Linked DNA regions of Gossypium hirsutum: region 2 is linked to region 1. Evidence: chromatin contacts called from public Hi-C data. All regions are on one chromosome and are shown on one strand. The core of a region is the stretch at or near the end of the contact, and the rest is flanking DNA. Distances in the headings are between cores, read along the strand shown. Region 1 has its middle 18 kb from the start of LOC121207720. Region 2 holds the start of LOC107944087 (auxin response factor 18).

The links. A called contact is a pair of places that touch in the nucleus more often than the background predicts.
Region 2: a contact with region 1 is called in a Hi-C map of leaf, with 3 times the contacts expected there. The contact joins the promoter of LOC107944087 here to the enhancer-like site in region 1. A contact is called at or near these places in 21 of 34 Hi-C or Micro-C datasets (anther, callus, fibers and 4 more).

Annotation. Positions count from the first base shown.
Region 1 is chrA10:111,398,156-111,403,513 of Gossypium_hirsutum_v2.1, reverse strand. No RefSeq gene overlaps it. Among protein-coding and RNA genes, the nearest start is that of LOC121207720, 18 kb to the right of the region's middle. Within about 2 kb of position 2,378, at least 3 of the 9 cell types and tissues checked have an H3K27ac peak or open chromatin away from gene starts, as enhancers often do. A contact at or near this core is called in hypocotyl and leaf, where this site is marked.
Region 2 is chrA10:111,450,030-111,455,387 of Gossypium_hirsutum_v2.1, reverse strand. It overlaps LOC107944087 (auxin response factor 18), which reads right to left and starts at 2,720. Exons shown (of 4, transcript XM_016877904.2): 1 at 2,430-2,720; 2 at 1,040-2,211; 3 at 25-920. The coding sequence starts at 2,131.

The DNA of each region.
Region 1 (5,358 bases), core at 1,129-3,628:
TGGGTTAAGGTTGTAAGGGGTAAGTACAAGATTTGTGGGGTGATTTCGGATTCTATTGCTACGAGTAATTGCTCTTATATACAGATGTCTTTAATGCGGGTTTGGCAGGATGTGGTGGATAATGTTTATTGTACTATTGGAAATGAATTCTTGACGAATTTTTGGAACGATAATTGGATTCCTCAAGTGGAATGATCGACTATCGCGGAGATGGGCAACTAGAAATTCCTTGTCCATGGTGGGTACATATAGAGGTATGTACCAATCTTAGTTGACAAATAATTCTAATGTTTGGAAATTGTTTTGGAAAGCCAAGGTACCGCGGTAGGTTAGAGTGTTCATTTGGATATTATGGAATAACAAACTTTTGACGAATGAGGAGAGAGTTAGAAGACATATGGCTTGTGAAAGCAATTGTCCGAGATGCAATTTTACCAATGAATCTGAGTTACATATTGTTAGAGATTGCTCATTCCCATGGGCAGTTTGGACTTCGATTGTACCACCGTAGAAATATGTATTATTTTTCTCCCTACTTTTTGATGAATGGATTATCTGGAACTTGAAAAACTTAGGGAAGTGCGGTAGTCAGGAGTTGAATTGGCAAATGTTGTTTCCTATTGTTTGTTAGTTACTATGGAAAAACAGGAATATGCTTGTATTTTCTGGCAGTCACAGCTCTGTCCAAGATGTGGTAGATACTATCAGTTGGATGAGAAGTTACTCGCTACCCTCAAAGCATATGATTCATAGGGGACGTATGGTGTCTAATATGAATTAGTTTATGCCAAAGATTGGATGGGTTAAACTCAATACAGATGGTGCAGTGTCGCTTAGTTCTTACTCGGCTGCAATTGGAGGAGTCATTAGAGATGAGGATGTAATTGGTTGTGTGGCTACTTGATGATATTGGGGAGAGATGAAGTTATCAATAAAGAAGCGAGGTCTATGCTTGAAGGGCTACGTCTGACTTGGAGGAAGGGATACCGGCAGGTTAAACTTGAATCTGATAATGCTCTTTTAGTGGAATTAATTTTGTCTGGCAAACTTATTGATAGCCCTCTTATGGAAATACGGGCCATCCGTTCACTGTTACAAAGGAATTGGAAAGTTCGTATCTGTCATATTTCTAGAGATCGTAGTACAGTTGTAGATTTCATGGCTAAGTAAACTGGCATAAATTTTACCCGTCTATAGTGTTTTTTTTAACCTCCTCAAGCTATGCGAGAGTTAATCCAAAAGGATATTATGGGCTTTTAATTTTATGCTTATTTCTATAACCGCTTAATGTTGTTTTTATTTACCAAAAAGAAAAGCATTGGTTGAACGGTAAATTTAAGATTTTATCAATTTAATTAGGAATTATTAAAATCTCACCATATGCATATTTTTATTTTTATTGATTTTTGTTAAAATAAAAAAATTAAAGTACCCAAAAACAAATTAACTAATTTCAATTAAGAAAGAATATTTCCGTAATTTTCTTAATCTAATTGGTGTCCGTTTGATTCATAACACCAACTTATTGGTAGAGAAATTACAAAATATTAAATGTAATATAATATAATTTTAATACAAACATGAGACATATAAAACCAAAAAAAATAATGTGATAATTTTCTTTTGGTCTAGATATCAAGTATTCAAAGTCAAATTTGAGAAAATTTTCCAATTTTCCTCATTTAAAAAGAAATCTGAAACTTTAATTAAAAAACAGGAGGATAATGTTGAACATACAGACCATATTCACATATAAACAATTGGTACTTATTGTTTGACAACAAAAATTGCCGACACATTATCCATATATATATATTTTCCTTTATGTTAATGTTTCCTTAGGCACTAAATGAATATTAAATCTAAATAAAATTACTATTATTTGGGAGATTATGTAACAATGCAAATTTGTGATATATTCTTAAGAGTAAATTCATCCTTCATCCAAATAAATAAAGTCAAAATATGAACTTTTATTCTGAAGTCATATTATTCTCAACCGTATGTTTACATAGACGCGTGTTAAATTACAAAATTTATCTGCATTTACTATGCTGAAAATTACTGATAGTAAAAAAAAAATCATTTTTCTTGTTCTATATTTTTGGGGTTTGTAAATTTTGTCATTGATGTAATCGTAGCCGTTTGTCACCATTCAAACCTGACAAACACGTAAAGATAGCAGTGACTGCCAAAGCCGGTCCTGCTGACATTAACCGGCAAAGCGAGCGTGACAACATAAAGACAAAGGGTAATAGTTAAGAATAATCTACGTGTCTAATGATGGAGAGATCTGGTTTTTACTGATTGGACCCCACAAAGGGGGTGACTGCGAGATTCTCGTCGGAGAAAAGGTAGAAGTGATGGGACAAATGACGTGTGGGACCCAGAAGTAGTGGGACCGTGTCCGAATCTCTGTCGTTACTTCTAGGTTGGAATGAGAAGCTATGATAACCCCCCTTTTTCTTTAATGAAATTTTTGTCCCTTTCCTACAAGTTAAAAATTTTATATATATATATATATATCTCTTTAAAACTTAAAAGTCATGTACAATTATGAACATGACAAAAATATAAATACGAATATTCACTAAAAAAAAGTGGTTTAAACAAAATATAAATGGTTAATGTCATATTTAATCCTTTAACTTTAATTTAATGTATAATATGGTATTTGCACAAAAAATATTTAATGTGATATCCGTGTTATTATGTTATCTATCAATATGCCCTAAAATCTTAACAATTTTAAATTTATTTGTTGACTTGACAACAAATAAATAGATGTCACATGTACGGTTATTATTATTTTTGTATCTATAGATAAAATTTATTTTCTCAATCAATAAAAAGATTATGTAAAGCTCAAAATCAATTATATGATAACACAAGACATTTAGCATGCCACCCATGCAAAACATATATACACATGGGTGAATTAATAATTATTTTTAGGGGGCAGGAATTGAATTATAAATTTTTGAAAGATTAAAACGTAATTTTATAATGTATTAATTTATTTTTTCATCATTATTTAAGGGATTAAACATAATTTTCTTATTTTAGGGGTTAAAGTGTAATTTTATCATAAATTAATTTTTAATATAATCATCTTATAAGGGACTTGAATAACAATTTTTCATTTGAAAGTGGCCAAGACCTCTGCCTACATTCATATTTGCCCATGTATTATGTATATACCTGCTCAAGGGTCGGGCCATCCAGTCGGGCCCGAAAGTCCGCCCGAAAAGTGAGAAGGTTTGGATAAAAATATGTCCAAAAATTGGGCTTGGGCAAAAAAATAAGGCCCATTTAGAAAATGGGCGGGCCTTAGGTAAGGCTTTTTTGGCCCTGAACCTAGCCTGGCCCAAATATGCTAAAAAAACTAGGTTTTTTTTACTATTTTTTTATTATTTTCTTGCTATTTTCTTGTTGTTCTTTTTTACTATTTTGATATCATTTTATTATTATGTTTCTACAATTTTATTGTTATTGTATAACTATTGTTTTATTCTTAATTTTGTTACTATTTTAGAAATATTTGCTTGTTAAGTTGCACCTATCTTAGTGTTATTAGTTTTTAAAAAATTTATTTTCAGTTTGTTGGGAAACATTTATTTTAACATTTTTAGTATTTTTAACGTATTATATTTTTAAAAAAATTATTTAAAAGAATAGTATAAAAAAATTAATACGGGTGAGCCGAACCAAGCCTGTGTCTTAGCATTTTTATCTGGGCTGGGCTTGAGCAAAATTTTAAACCTATTTTTGAGTAGGGCTCGAGCCTAAAATTTTAGTTGACCCCAACCTTACCCATGAGCACCTCTAACTCTGTATATACATGTCACACATATAAATTTAACAATTTTTAAAACTTTAAGGTACATTGATATTGATAAAATTACACAAGTTTCATATTAAATATTTTTAACAATTATATACAAGATAAATATTTTTATACAAAGTACAAGGTTATATTTTTTACATAAATTTATTATATTTTAAGTATTTACTCATCTTAAATCAATTATAGTATTATTTGTGTATTTTACTTTTTATTTTAGTATTTCCTTAACCAATATTTTCTCCTTTTTTATAAGCAGGGGTTCTTCTTTTTTCTTTTACCTATCAAAATACAATTTACAATAAAAATAATTTTTGAGTCCATTTTCTAATTCATTAAAAATTGTTTTCTAGAAAGTCATACATATATACATACATATTTCTATTGTCAAATCTCTTATGGAAGGTATTAAAAAAATGAGTAAATTACATTCAAAGTCACTAAATTATTAATATGTTTACATTTTTATTTTTTAACTTTAAAAAGTTAAAAAATAGTCATTGAACTATTTGAAAGTTTTCATTTAAGTCAATGAACTATTTGTTAAGTTTCCTTCTTTAAAAAGTTCGACTAGGGAGCTCTAAGCGACGATTCAACTATTGGTATGATGAATCAATATCCGTCAACTATTAGAAGAACATATCTTAGATCCAAGACAATTTGATAGTAGTGTCGAAGATTTGAGGAGAAAATTATTTGGATTTTGGTTCACAGATTCTTGACATTCAAAACAGTTTCATGAGGAAAAAAATTAAATTATAGAAGAAAAAGAGGATGAGGGCTTTCAATTTGTGTAGACGACGCGAATAGAGAAGGCCATATAATAACGATTTTAATAGCCCGGTGATTTAAATGAAAACTTTCAAATAGTTTAGTAACCACTTTGTAACCTTATTAAAGTTGAGTGATCAAAACATCAACTTAGTAATAATTTAGTGACCTTAAGTGTAATTTATCCTAAAAGAATCAAACAAACAAATCAAATTTTAACCACTAGATTTTTTATTTTTTGGAACAAATAATCACTAAATCTTTGAATCATATGTTTTTCAGCTTTCTCACATGTACATGTACCTCTTTTTACTTTTGGTACAAAAGATGTTCTTTTAGTCTATAAAACTAGCCAATACCTTTTTACAAGGTCAATCTGAATAAAAGAAAGATCAAATTCTAAATTTTTTAAGGTTTTTATGTATTTATTTTTTTTACTATTTCAAAATTATTTAATGTAAAAAAATCCTACAAGATTATATATATATATAAAAGGTCAAAAGGGTTCGGAGCAGGTACGAAGCAAGGCCTTTGCCTCTCTTTTTAGATCTGTCTTTCAATGCATGTGTTTAAATCTAAAACATAAGCATACAAGAAGCTAGCTTTTAAGTGTGATTATAGACAACAATTGAGTTAAATTGGAGTCTCTTTACATGTTGTTTTCTTTTTCAAAAATCGAAATTAGTATTTACAACACACGCAAAACCTCAATCGTCGTATAAATTTTCAATCATCCATTTTAA
Region 2 (5,358 bases), core at 1,471-3,970, 52 kb before region 1:
GTGATGCTAAGGAAGTTGTTGTACCTGAAGGGCTCATCTCCAGTGTGTTTAACTGAACCGGCAGCATCACGGTAGAGCACACTGCTCAGCATCTCTGAACTTTCTATGCCAAACATGTTGGCCAGCTTCCCATACAGCTCTTCATATGATCCGAGAACGGAAAGATCAAGGGTTCTACCTACATTCTCTGATTCCATAAACACTTTGCAATGACCGGTCTCCAATCCTAGATCAGTTTTTTGATCCTCTTTGCACCAAGGAAACCCTTCATCCGAAGAATTTTCCCGAACATTTTGATGTAACACAGATCCAGTTCCATCAGAGGAAATAGCAGTCTTCTCTGTATTCCCATCTGATGAACTGTTTCCAACCGTATCACCTGAGCAGCTCTGAGAAGCCCGCTGCTCACAGAAAATGAGTTGACCAAACAATACAATATGGGGTGTCTTGCTATCATTGCTTTGTTTCAAACTCTGGGTTGGGTTTCCTATTGTCAACAAGGAAGATATATTTGTATTGTTGGCGTTGTCGCTACAAAAGTTGTTGCCGGAAAGTCTAGTAGGTGGGGCAGTACGATCAAGTTGATGAAAACCAGATGGAAACAGACCTGAATGCAGCTTGTTGGAGCGGAGATCTGATGAAGATAATCCGAACGGTTCATGCCTGGCTCCCTGTATGCCTCCAGGAATGTTGTCCGTAATGCAACGCATGGGGCTGCTGGATCTGAATGAGTTCCTGGAAAATGATGGCATTGGAATTTGGTTAAGAAAGGAAATGTCTGGGTGTTGTGGAAGCCGCATCTTTTTCCTTGGGGGCGAGAAAGGATTAAGATTAATAGCTGGTATGTTTGTGACCAATTCAACCAACCATGGGCTAACACGCTTCACATTGTGGAGTAAGTCTGGCTCATCCCATGCTACCTGCAAAGACAATAAATCAAACAGATCTATGAGCAGACTAAAATATGGATGTCAACTGTTCTTCTAACATACAAGGACTAAGTTAATTCAATGACAATTGATAATGTAAACTAAAATACCTGCAGTAGTCGCCATGGAGAATTAGGCCAACGGATGGGATCGACAACCTGAGCAGTAGATATCGTTCCCATGAACCAGCTAATCCGTGAAGAGTCCTCAGTTTCAAAAGGCATTTTGAACCTCATCCCAGGATACCACTGGATTTGCATTGCAGCTCTAACGGATGAGGCCTTCACGCAGAACTCAGGAGTGCTAGTTCGTGGATAGTAAACGACCTCAAAGGGCTGCCCACTAGCTGCATGACTTGCAGCTTCAATCACGGAGTCAGCCCTTATTCTTCCCCTTGGATCCCCATTACAATCCTTCCTCATCAATTTACTCTCCCCCTCCGTCAAAAACGGAGAATAACTCCCAACTTGTGAACCAGAGGTTCCACTCACAGAGTTCCATCCAGGAAATTCATGTCCACCCCCAAGTCCTCTTTTCGCCCTACGGATCCCCACACAAAGATCTCCATTATCAGCTCTAAGAAACACAATTGAATCACCAGCCACAAGCTTCTTGTGGTTGACGAAATTACTCCACCCCGTCGTCAAAAGATGTCTACGAGGCGTCCCCCTATATATATGCCTAAATTTCCAAACCTCACCATGAACATCCTTAGCAAGAATAGTCTGAACAGGGGGTTCAGCATTATAATCCAACCTAGGAAATATAGTCTCCGCGCAATACCGTGGAACCGAGAACCCCCCACCGTTGTTAGCATCGGACTGAGTCAATGTCTTAGCAAAGGAAGCAGATTTTTCAGGATTCTCCACCCCAACATTCCCATCAAAACCATCATCTTCAACCCCAAAACTATTCTCTCTCAAAGGAATCAACATGATTTTAGCATAAACCTCATCAGTTTCGGGATCCGCCATAAACCTAACGGCGGAAACCCGACACAAGACGAGCGACGGAATCGGGAGATTCCCAAAGTCTACATTCCCATTGGCATGCTCAGCATGACCCTGAGGGAAATAGAACACCTTAGAGTTCACTGATGGCATTTGTACCATACCACCAGCACAAGCATGCCATAGCTGAGGATCTAAGCATTTTTCTGAATTTTTCACAACTTCTTTCCTAGAATCCATGACTGTTATCATTTTTTCCCCAATTCTATGGACAAAAAGGAAAAAATAACAAACCCTTTCTTTACTCTGTTTTTTTCTCACTAGATGATTACCTGTTAGTACATGAAAATCAAAAGACATGCCTCAGTAAATATTAAAGAAACAAAATTCATACACACACACACACACACGTATATATATATATATATAAATCCACAAATTAGCTACAATTGAACAAAATCCAGAAAAGAAATAAAGAAAAAGAAAGGAACAATACATTCATAATTTTTTTTTAAATGAGAAATTAGAAAAGAATTAAAAAAGACCTTACCTTTTGAACAAAAGGAGATATTTTTCCACCAAAAGAAGGAAAATCCAGATTAAGATGAATCGAAAAGAAGAATAACAATGCAAAAAAAAATAAAAATAAAAATAAAACTAAACCCTTTTTAAAAGCCAAAAAGGAAAAAAAAGAAAAAGAGAGAAAGAACAATTCAAGAACTTTGAGAAGGAAATAAGAAAATAGAGTAAAAGGGTGTTTTAGTTAAAGGGAAAGTGAAGAGCGAGTGAGAGTTTTAAAGAAGATGAGAAGAGAAGATGAGATGAGAGATTTTAACAGTGAAAGATTTTGTTTTATTTGCCGACCAGGGACTCTCAGTTAAAAGCCCTTGTCAGTATTTACTTCGGTCCGGTTCCGGTTCGATTCGGGAAAGGATTTATAAGTTTTTTATTTATATCAAGTAAAAAATTATATTTTTTTAATTATAAAGTTTTAAAATATAATTTATTTTATTTTATTGTTTCAGACCTGGACGGTTGTGGCTTTATTTTGACACGGAGTGTTTACCACGCGGCAAGGAAGCAAGTGGGAACATATCCCCTACAAATCAGAAAAAGGAAACATCCAACTAATAAAAAATTAATCAGAGAATTTAATTTTATAATTATTTAATAAATCTCTCTCTCTGCTAAATTAAAATATTTAGATAATCCCCAAAAAAAAGTTTTAATTTTTTTAAAAATTATTTTTTATGTTGATTTTAAATATCACGATATTTTGCTGGGAGATATCACGATTTTCATGCAACTCTGAAATCAAGGCTGACTACAGTTAAAGTTTTCATTTTGTCCGAGGCCCTAACTCTTCGGGACTAACCATGGTTAATTTATTTATTTTTTAATTTATATAAATAATATTAATTTGTTTAAAAAATTATAAAATATATTAGCTATTCAATATTTTATTTTCCAAAAGATATGAAAAATTATCATTTTCTCGTGAGTAATTTATAATAGATTATTTAGTTATTATTTGAGGAAATAAAGCAAAAACAATTTATTTCCCAAAATATTATCATGTATGCCACTTGCCATTGAAAAATATTTTCAATTCTTTTTATTATTATAAAAATCAATACATTTTTTTCTATCAAAGAAAAATAAAAATATTTTTCCACCTATTTTCTCTCTTTTTTTAATTTTTATTTAGTCCATTAAATAAGTGCCAAGTGTATTTTAATTTTTCTTTCTTATTTTTATTTAACTTACATAAACTACAAAATCTAAAGGCTCTTTTTTTTAAGTAATTAATCTATTTATATTAATTATCTTTTTAATTAACTGGTCTACACTTTGACTCTTCTTTTCAGTGTTTGTTATTGTCTTTCTTGATCCTAAGATCCGAACGACAAGATTTTATCCTTAGTACTCGGATTAGCGTTTAACATTTTTTTCCAAAGAGAAAAACACTTTTTTTTATCAAAATATGAAATTACAAATTTACCCTTGAAATTAGGGTTATTATTTAATGGAATGATATATATAATTAAAAATTAAAAGGTGTTGTTATTACTAATGGAGTATGGATTTATAGTAATTATAATTAAACAGGGTATTAAATTTAATTTTAGACTTGTTGAATTGGAAAAAAAAAGTGTTAATGTGATTCGATAGATGAAAGTGTTAATATAATGATAATTATTAGAGGTCAAAAATTAAAAGCGAGATACTATGCATGGATTAAGGAATATTAGTTGGTAAAATTAGATGATGGTGACATTGAGATTAAGGACAATTTAATCTGTTTGATTACAAGTGTTGCATGAAAAACCAAATTATTCGGCACTTGATTAAGACCTTGGTCGGTCTTGTTGTAGACCCTTTTTTTAGGGTACCAAAATTTTAGCCAACAAATCAAACCCCCCAAAAAGCAAACAACAACTAATTTTTGTGATTTTTTCAATTAGTGTTGGGTTTTCTTTTCTTCCAACGTATTTGTTACAGCGATCAATTTTCTGTATTCTGTAAATTCATTAAGGGATAAATATTGATCATGAATTTTTAAACTATTTTATATCTAAGGTGAAAAATGAATACTCGACAATTAATTAAGGTGCAAGAGATTCTTACATTTTTACCTATATCCTATAATTAATTGATTTTAAATTTTTAAATTTTATCAATTTGTATTCATGTTATTACATTTTTATATATAACCATATGTATATATATCTTTTGTCTCACAAAATTGTTGCATTTATTATTTTTAACGGTGAATAGTTTCTGACTTTAATTTTTTAAAATATATTGTTCTGAAAAGAATAATTGACCAAAATTTTAGAAAGCTAAATGTGGCAATTTAATTTGGAAAGACAATGTATATATCTTGACATGATGACAGATTCTCCTATACTATTACACTATGTTTAAGATTATGACGGAGTTGATGTCATCCATCAATTAGATCGTAAAAAAATTATAATTTGTTTTTATTTTTATAAAGTAATAAATATTGTTTTAAGGGTAATTTTATCTTTTCATTTAGAATCTAAAATATTACTTGCATTTGATTGGATTTTAACTTAAAATATTATAATTTTTATTCTCAATTTTATCATTTCAACCAAAGTCATACTTGATTATTATATTAATTTTTAAAAAATTGTTACATATATTTTTCACTATCATCGTGAGTATAACATGATTTAGTAGACTTTAATCAATTCAATCAGTTTTTTAGTTGGTTAAATTAGTTTATATTGATTCCAGGTTTAATTTATTCAAAATTATTTTTCGGATCGATATCTCAACCAATTCCCAATCTAACCAATGATAAGTTCAAATATTGTTTCATCTAATTCCTTAAGTATAAAATTACCAAATCAAGATTTTTAGTATCTACATTTGGAAATATATAGAGAGTGAAATATTACAAGCTCATATTAAGGTTAAAGGTAAATTTTGAATTTACTTTCTTTTTT